Linked DNA regions of Sus scrofa: region 1 is linked to region 2. Evidence: chromatin contacts called from public promoter capture Hi-C data. All regions are on one chromosome and are shown on one strand. The core of a region is the stretch at or near the end of the contact, and the rest is flanking DNA. Distances in the headings are between cores, read along the strand shown.

Region 1 (4,742 bases), core at 363-2,862, 69 kb before region 2:
ATGAATTATTTATTTATTTATTTATTTATTTATTTTTGTCTTGTCTTTTTAGGGCCACACCTGCGGCATATGGAGGTTCCCAAGCTAGGGGTCTAATCAGAGCTGTTGCTGCTGGCCTACACCAGAGCCACAGAAATGCCAGATCCGAGCCATGTCTGCGACCTACACCACAGCTCATGGCAACGCCGGATCCTTAACCCACTGAGCGAGGCCGGGGATCGAACCCACAACCTCATGGTTCCTAGTCGGATTTGTCTCCGCTGTCCCACAATGGGAACTCCTACATGAATTATTTAAATATGCAATAATATATAAACATTTTTTGAAGAATATTAAGTAAATAATAACATCCATGATATACTGCTAGAGAGAAACTAGACTCCAAAACAGTTTATGTGACACAGACTCATTTTGAAAACATTCACAGAAAAAAGACTGGAAAGTAAACACAATGAAATGTTTGTTTGTTTGCAGTGTAGCCACCGGCCTATACCACAACCACAGCAACGTCAGATTCAAGCAGCGTCTGCAACCTTCACCACAGGTCACAGCAAGGCTGGATCCTTAACCTACTGAGCGAGGCCAGGGATCAAACCCACAACCTCTTGGTTACTAGTCTGATTCATTTCCACTGAGCCATGATGAGAACTCCAACAATGAAATGTTTACTATTTGAAAGACTAATGTTTTCTTTGTGCTTTCTGCTTTCCTCTGTTTTCTAATATTTCTACACTGAGCTTTTTATTCTTCTGAAATAGAATTTTTTGTTTTGTTTTTAGGGCTGCAGCTGCAGCATATGGAAGCTCCCAGGCTAGGGGTCAAATTGGAGCTGCAGCTGCTGGTCTACAGCACAGCCATGGCAACACAGGATCCGAGTTCCATCTGCGACCTATACCACAGCTCATGGCACCTCCGGATCCTTAACCCACTGAGCGAGGCCAGGAATCAAACCCTGGATACTAGTTGGGTTCCTAACCCACTGAGCCACAACGGGAACTCTCTGAAATTAGAAATTTTAAAAACCTACAATAAATGTTGTTTTTCTCCCGAAACACTCAACTTTTAGGACACTGCATGTAGCTCCAGCGTAGTAACATGCAAAAGTAATTTGGCTGTGAGTACAATACTTTGCCAGGCATCTGTGGTGAGCCTGCAAGGTGAATCAGCTCAAACAGTGACCCTGGAAGCCCTTTGTTAAAAATGGCACTTCCTCTACACACGGCTCCCCAAAGCACTTCGTTTGGGGATCCATTTACTTAATGTGAAAAACACTTCTACTGCAGAAATTCTTGGTCATCTCAAGTTTAAAGAGAAGGTATTTTCTTATGGAGTGAAGTGCTGGGATCTCCAAAGGGAATCAGAGCCCCACCAGAGTCCTTCATTCAACATAGTTAGAGGGCACTAACTTCTGCCCTGGGCATGTTTTAGGAGTCTGGGGCCCTGCTCTTACAAAAATGACATCATAGAGCTGGTAAACAGATGAACGTGGTGGTTGTAGAGAGTAAAGATATCAGGGTGGTGGGGGAGGAAAACGAAGTCAGTAGAGGTGGCTAATTTTGGATTGTGTGGTCACCATATAGGAAGGCACATCTGAACCAGAAATAAACTAAAAGATGGAGCTGGCCATCTGCAGAGCTGCTGAAAGAGCCCAGCTGGAGGGAACGGCAAGTACAAAGGCCCTGGGACAGGAACAAACTCAGCATATTTGAAAAAGAAAAAGGCTGGTATGGTTTTCCAGGGTTTAGTCAGTGAGGAGCAGATGAGGTGAAGGTGGGCAGTGTTCAAGCAGGGTCTTGTATTTATTAATAAAGAGGATGGATTTCATTCTAAGTTAAAAACCAACAACAGAACAATAACTTCCACGTATATATTACATACCTACTATGTGAAGCTCCTATTCCAAGCATTTTATAAGTATTATTTAATCATACAACCACCCTGTGACGCAGGGATTATTATGATCCTTGTTTTTTCCCAAGAAGAAAAGAGTTCTAGAGAACTTAAAAAACTCACTTAAGGTTACACAGGTCCTAAGTGGCTGAGCTGGGATCTGAACTCTGGATGGAATCCTACCTCTATATACTATCCAGTGAGTCACCGCATGAACCCTGCATCAAATGTGACCAGCGACAAAAAACTTGTTCCAAAGAATCCAGTCTTTGCAATTTATACATTAATTTGTATAAACAATCAGAAAAATCACTTGCCTAACAAAAACATATCAAATACCTTCTACCTACCAAGTATTGTGTAGACCATGTTTTTTAAAAAAATATATTTCTATCATTTTGTCTCTTCAAAGCCAGGATCTTAAAAAATTCTGATTAAAAATTTTTTTTTGAACTTTCCCTTACAGGGTTGTGACTTTCTGCTTTAGAAACCACATCATCTTGACACCTTTCTCAGCCGTAATATTCTTAATAATAGTGATAATATGCAAAATAGTCAGGTAGCAGGCCCTTTTCTACCAAGAGTAGAAATAACAGAAATAATATCCTAAAATGGTATAGCTTTTTTCTTTTCCTTTTCTGGCCACACCCATGGCATATGAAAGTTCCACAGGCCAGGAATGGAATCTGAGCTGCAGCTGCCACCTATGCCACAGCTGCAGCAATGCTGGATAGTTAACCTACTATGCTGGCTGGGGATTGAAACTGTGCTGCTGCAGAGACAATGCTGGATCCTTAACCTGCTGCACCACAGTGGGAACTCCTGGTATAGCTTTGAACATTCTCAAAAGGCTGCCCTATCTGCTATTCAACTTGATCCTCTCAACAATCCTACAAAGGAAAAGTGGTGCTCTTCCCTACTCTTTTCCAGTTGGAAGTGCCCATGGGACTTGCTTTCGGCAATAAATTGTGAGCAGAAATGATCTTGCAGAAACTGCAAAAACCGTGGCAGCAGAAGGAGACAAACTGCACCTGGAGATGCAGAAAAGCAAAGTTTACTCAGCACCCGAACCGGCTCAAAGGAGTCACCTCCAGACTCTGAGCACCAGGTTTTTGCTCTTAGCAACTTTTATACATTACAGGGTCTTGTTTTTCCCATATAAGCATCCCGGAACTCCCCCTTCCCAGAGTAGACAATGTTTCTCCCTAAGAAACTGAGCAAGCAAGGTTACAGAAGCGGAACTGATAAGCAATGCTGGGAACACTATTAGCAGGGCTGCTGGCTTGGACACAGGGTACATAGTTGCTACATTATTATAAGAATGGTAGGATGAGGAGAGCATAGCTAAAAAGGCTTGCAGCTGCCTTTTCAGCTGAGGGAGGGAGGGTTTTGTTCCTTAGCTAAAACTCTTATTTGGGAATTCCCCTCATGACGCAGCAGAAACTAATCTGACTAGGAACCATGAGGAGGCGGGTTCGATTCCTGGCCTTGCTCAGTGGGTTAAGGATCTGGCGTTGCCCTGAGCTGTGGTGTAGATCACAGACAGGGCTCGGATCTGGCGTTGCCTCTGTCTGTGGTGTAGACCGGCGGCTATAGCTCCATTAGATCCCTAGCCTGGGAACCTCCATATGCCACTGATGCAGCCCTAAAAAAGACTCCAAAAAAAAAGAATAAGAGAGGAACAAAACTCTTATTTCAATGACAGCACATCTCAGTGGGGCTTTGAATAGCCAGTTCATGACTTGCCACACTTCCTCTTTTTTTTTTTTTTTTTTTTTTTTTTTGTCTTTATGCCTTTTCTAAGACTGCTCCCTTAGCATATAGAGGTTCCCAGGCTAGGGGTCTAATCGGAGCTGTGGCTCCCGGCCTATGCCAGAGCCACAGCAACCCGGAATCTGAGCTGCGTCTGCAACCTACACAACAGCTCACGGCAAGGCTGGATCCTTAACCCACTGAGCAAGGCCAGGGATCAAACCCACAACCTCATGGTTCCTAGTGGGATTCGTTAACCACTGAGCCACAATGGGAACTCCAACACACTTCTTCCCTCTGTTATGACCACTAATGGTTTTCGAGATGATGGCTACTCCACCAGCCTGAATCCCTGGGTGACTACGATGAACAGAGCCTCTTATCAACAAGAAGATGGGCATTAAGGGTGAGCAATAGACTTTTGCTATATTAAGCTATCAAGATTTTGAGTTTGTTGCCTTGGTATAATTTATCCCAGTGGTTCTTTTTTTTTTTTTTTTTTTTTTTTTGTCTTTTGTCTTTTTGCCTTTTCTAAGGCTGCTCCCTCGGCATGTGGAGATTCCCAGGCTAGGGGTTGAATCGCAGCTGTAGCCGCCGGCCTATGCCAGAGCCACAGCAACTTGGGATCCGAGCCGAGTCCTCGACCTACACAACAGCTCACAGCAACACCGGATCCTTAATCCACTGAGCAAGGCCAGGGACTGAACCCGAAACCTCATGATTCCTAGTCGGATTCGTTAACCACTGCACCACGACGGGAACCCCCCCAGTGGTTCTTGAACTTGAGCATGCATCAGAATCAACAGAGGGCTGGCCTCTACTTTAGAGTTTCTGATTCAGCACCTTGGGTGGAGCTTATTTGCATTTCTGACAAATTCCCAGGTCCTGGTGCTGCTGCTGGTGCAGGTGAGACAGGCTGGGACCTGGGACTCAGAAACTTTTGCTGCAGTGTTTGCACCTGGACAAGCATCTCCTTGAGCAACAAAATACAAAGCGACCAAAAATAACTGTGTACATGAGCAGTTGGGGCAAGTTATAGACAATATACAAAAAACCTAAAAAACCAACTGCTGCTTTTGAAGAGCAGAGAACAAAAGTAG
Region 2 (4,703 bases), core at 1,845-4,344:
CCAAGAATTGAAAAGTTCTTACTTATTGAATCAATAAATGAATCCAAGGCATCTTCTACTTCCTTACTGTTCAAGTTATTCAGAAATTTTCTCCCAAAGTTCACTGCTGGGTCACATTCTTAGTTTGAATGAGGTAGCATAGGCAAAGCTGCTATAACAAAAAGACATAAATACATAAAAGCTCAACACGACAGAGATTTATTTTTTTTCTCATGTAACAATACTGAGTGGATGTTAAGGTCAACACAGCAGACTTCTCCTTCACTCAGGTATCTTCCATCTTAAAGCCTTGCCTTCTCCATAACCTGGTCATCATCTTCCGGCTGACAAAGTAAGTAAGAGCATCTGTTCATAGATTTTCTGGGCCAGGCCTAGATATATGCACATGTATTCTGCTCACTTTCCACTGGAGGAAAGCATAGGCATATGGCCACACCTTTTTTACGGGGGTTGAGGAATGTAGTGTAGGTAAATGGTCAACAAAGGAGACAACTACGTCTGCACCACAATATATCCAATTACTTATCCTCTAGTACATCACATAAGAACCTCAAATTAACCAGGCAGAAAAGAACTCTGGATTCTCCACTCTCACTCTCATCAAGTCTTTCATTCACTGAATGTCCCATCACCCATACAAGCTGCTTAAGCCAGAAATTATTCTGGATTAGTTTCTTATTCACATTTTCCACACTGAGTCCTTCAGTAAGTCCATTCACCTCTACCTCCGAAACATATCATAAATCCATCTATTCTAACTTTACCGCCACTTTACTGTTGGAACATCATAATCATCTAGGTTACCCCACAGCCTCTTAATAACTGTCCATGTCTCCAATTTTTTTTTGCTTATTACGGCTGTGCCCACAGCATATGGAGGTTCCCAGGCTAGGGGTTGAATTGGAGCTATAGCTGCCAGCCTATGCCACAGGTCACAGCAACACCAGATCCTTAACCCACTGAGCAAGGTCAGGGATCGAACCAACAACCTCATGGTTCCTAGTGGGATTCATTTCTGCCACACAACGGGAAATCCTTTTTTTTTCTCTTTCTTCCATGTCTCCACTTTAACTTGCCCATATTTCACTCTTCATACAGCAGTCTTATCTTTTAAAACATAAATTTGGTATCACTCTTTAGTTTAAAACTTTCCACTGGCTTAGAATAAAATCCAAAGATCTCACCATGACCTCTATGGGTGTATATGATACAGGCCCTGCCCATCTCTCCAACCTTTACCACTCTCTCCTACTCACCTTACTCCAGCTACAATGACAGATGCTCCTTGACCACATTTAGTTTACTTTCACTTTAAGACTTTTCCACATGCTGTTCCATCTGCCCAGAAATCTCCTTGGATTTCTAATGAGACAGCTCCTCCTCATTTATCTGAGGTCTCTGCTTCAAAGTTACCACCTGGGACCTTCCCTGATCACCTACTTGGAAAAAGTCCCCACATCCAGTTATTCTCTTACCTCAGCACCCTGCTGACTTTCTTCTTAGTATCCACAAACTCTGTGCTTTTCCCTCTTTACATTCTGCTTCCTTTTCTGGAAAGTAAGATCTGTAAACAGGTACCATATCTTGTTTCTACTGTTTCCCCAGGATGGAGTTGGCCTGGCACACAGTGGTGCTCAGTAAATAAGTGAATGAACGAAGATCTATCAAGAGGTGATTAGGCAAAAACTCCTGCAAGGTCCTTTGACAGGTTATTGGTGTAACATAACGAGCACAAACCTTGGTTCCAATTTTGACTTCACTAGTTCTCAGCTGTTTGCAAGAGAGTTCCACTTACTTCATCTGTTACTTCATCTGTTATCTCATCTGTTAATAGGGTATAACAATATACTCACCTCAGGAGTTTCCACTGTGGCTCAGCAGGTTACAAACCCGTCTAGTATCCATGAGGATGCCAGTTTGATCCCTGGCCTCGCTCAGTGGGTTAAGGATCCTGAACTGTCACGAACTATGGTGTAGGTCGTGTAGGTCGCAGACACTGCTCAGATCTGGCGTTGCTGTGGCTGTGGTGTAGGCCAGAGGCTACAGTTCCTATTCGACCCCTACCTAGCCTGGGAACTTCCATGTGCCACAGAAGCGGCCCTAAAAAGCAAAAAATACATACATATTTTATATATTCCACATACATACACTTACCTCGAAGAGCCAAATGCCTACTTTATAAAGAATAAGGAAACTAATGGAAAAAAAAAGAGCTTCACGCAAAATGAAAGCCCTGTATACATAACTGTTATTGCTATATATCTGTTCTTACCTCAGGATTCTTCCGGAGGTTCAGTGTCTGACCTCTATCACAAGCCGATATCCTCTGCTTCTTCCGCAGCGTGTTTCTGCTACCATAAATCTAGACCACGACGTTAGGAAAAACACAGAAGGTGAGAAATGTCCCGCTGCCACTCGAATTGGGTGGTAAGGTCCAATAGCCCCGCCTGGTCTGGGGCCTTTGACGTCATCAGCACTGCGCCGTCGCTGCGGAGGGCCCGGGGGCCTGTCCTGAGTTTGGCGCCACCTTGGGGAGGCCTTGGCAGACGCCTGCAAGTCAACTGCGTGGTTCGGGGGCGACTCGGAAACCCCAGCGGACCGCGGCGAGGGGCGCGTGGAGCTGTGGGGGCACGAAGTCTGGCCGCAGGAAGGGCGGCCCGGAGTTCAAGTAGTGCACAGCGCCGGCAGGCGGGCGGCCGGCAGGGCTGCCCGGCGCGGGTGTCCCGGCGATGTGTGGCGCTGAAGCAGCAGCGGGAGCAGCGGCGGCGGCGGCGGCGGCGGCGGGGTCGGCCTCGGCTTCTCGGCGGTGCCGGCGGCGGAGGCGGAGGCGCAGGTTCCTCTTCAGGACCTGGCGAGCCCGGGCCTAAGCGGAGGCCCTTCGAGGCCCCAGCACAGCGCCCCGGATCGGGGCCCTCTCCGCCTCGCCCTGCCCCGGGAGCCTGCCTCCCCGGCCGGGGATGAGGCCGGGAGGCGGCCGCGTGGGGCCCAGCACAAAGGCTTCTTCCCGGGGGCCGCTGCCGCCGCCGCCGCCAGCCTAGAACCGCCCGCCGAGGCCGAGCCGGCGCCGGGGCCTTCATTCCTGCCGGTTCCTGGGGGCGGCTGCTGCCAGTCTTCCCGAGGCTCGGGGTCCGGAGCGCTGAGCTCCTTGTTCCCTCGGCTGCGGTGGGATCAGGCAGCTGCGCAGCCTCCGCTGCTCCCGGCCGTGCGGGCCTCGCGGAGCATGTCGGAGGAGAGCGACATGGAGAAAGCCATCAAGGTAAGGGGGAGATGCCCCCTTCCTCCCCCCTCTTTGCTCCTGTGGCATTCCTCTTGCCTCCAGCAGTAGAAAGAAGAGATAACTTGGAGAGATTGCAGCATCTCCCAGATTTAGATCTTCCCCGGATTTTTTGGACTGCATTTTACAGCACTGGGGCGAAGGGTTGCGCGCGCGTGTGTGTGTGTAGAGAGAGAGATTTCCGACTCCCTGCGGCGATTTATTTGCTTAAAACCGGCATGTGGCTAGTGCTTAGCTAGGATGGAAGTGAGTGGCGTGGAGATGCTTGACGTTTGTAGGATGGAGGGGGCCGTACTACTACTCTACTTTAGACTGCTGCCCAAGTGTCGTCAGAATTTGCGTCCAGATAATATGCAGCAACACTTGGAGAGTTGGACTTTACCCATCGCTGCAGATTTGTTTGAAATTTGCATTTTCAGAAGGAAAACCTGTTCTTTGGCGAAGAGGTTGTTCTCACTTTTCCGTGTGGCCTCTCCCCTTTTCAGTGGCTACAAAAGTCTTGAGGTAGGTGCAAGTCTTATGTGATCCAGGAACAACAAGGTGTCTTGGATGCAGTGGGTCAGTGTAGATTGTTAGAGACAAGTAATGGGAAGCCAAAGCACATAGGGCCTTGTAGGCCATTGTAAGAAGTTTAGCTTTGACTTTGAGTAAAAGAGGAAATCTGGGAGAGTTTTGAGCAGAAGACAGATATAGTTTTAGTGGGCAAGTATGTAAAGGGGGAGGCAGTTTTACTTAGTGGTTGTAAAAGTTTCTCCAGGTTGACTCATGAGTTGAAATCTTAGCCTGGCCGTTCATTTAACTGTGTCCTGGAATAAGTCACTTTACTTCTCTGTCCCTTGTTTCCTCATCCAAAGAAAGAGGATTAAAAAAAGCCCCAAAAACAGAAACTATTTCCTATCTACAGGGAGCTATATTTTGCCACTTGTGATGGAACATGATGAAGGATAATGTGAAAAAAAGAATGTGTGTGTGTATGACTGGGTCACTTTGCTATATAGCAGAAATTGACAGAACATTGTAAATCAACTATAATAAGAAATTAGGAAACAAGAAATGAAAAGATACCAAACATTTAAAAATGTTAAAAAAAAACAACTTTCTCCAGCTCAGAGCTTTTTTGTTTTTTTTGGGTTTTTTTGAGAATTTAATAAGCACACATATCTGAAAGTGCTTTCAATACCTAACATTTAGTAAGAACTCAGTGAATATTAGCCCATAGTAACTTAAGAATGGTTTAGAAAGAGTTGCAGTTTTCTTCAGTCATTATTATCCAAGCTAATTTTCTTAAAAACATTTTTTTTCTTCTCTTCATGTACTAATTAACAAGCCATTGGTGAATCTTCCTACTAATTTGGGTATGTACAACCAATACAAATTAGTGGAGTTTAAAATATTTGCTCTAACAAACAGTACTGACTAGGATATACTT

What was found. Promoter capture Hi-C pulls out the DNA fragments that hold promoters and counts their contacts.
Region 1: a promoter capture Hi-C map of skeletal muscle shows a contact between it and region 2, with 5 times the contacts expected there. The contact joins the enhancer-like site here to the promoter of LOC102160475 in region 2. A contact is called at or near these places in 4 of 5 promoter capture datasets (fetal liver, fetal skeletal muscle, liver and 1 more), 20 of 47 Hi-C or Micro-C datasets (adipocytes, adipose tissue, alveolar macrophages and 14 more) and 2 of 2 datasets of contacts at active chromatin or transcription factors (alveolar macrophages and skeletal muscle).

The regions. Positions count from the first base shown.
Region 1 is chr14:39,952,156-39,956,897 of Sscrofa11.1, reverse strand. No RefSeq gene overlaps it. Among named protein-coding and RNA genes, the nearest start is that of ALDH2, 21 kb to the right of the region's middle. Within about 2 kb of position 1,612, at least 2 of the 83 cell types and tissues checked have an H3K27ac peak or open chromatin away from gene starts, as enhancers often do. A contact at or near this core is called in skeletal muscle, where this site is marked.
Region 2 is chr14:39,884,297-39,888,999 of Sscrofa11.1, reverse strand. LOC102160475 (laforin-like) reads right to left here and starts at 3,094. Exons shown (of 3, transcript XM_021074221.1): 1 at 2,273-3,094; 2 at 23-148. The coding sequence starts at 3,077. The coding sequence ends at 2,376. It overlaps MAPKAPK5 (mitogen-activated protein kinase-activated protein kinase 5), which reads left to right and starts at 3,102. Exons shown (of 14, transcript NM_001143694.1): 1 at 3,102-3,256. The coding sequence starts at 3,221.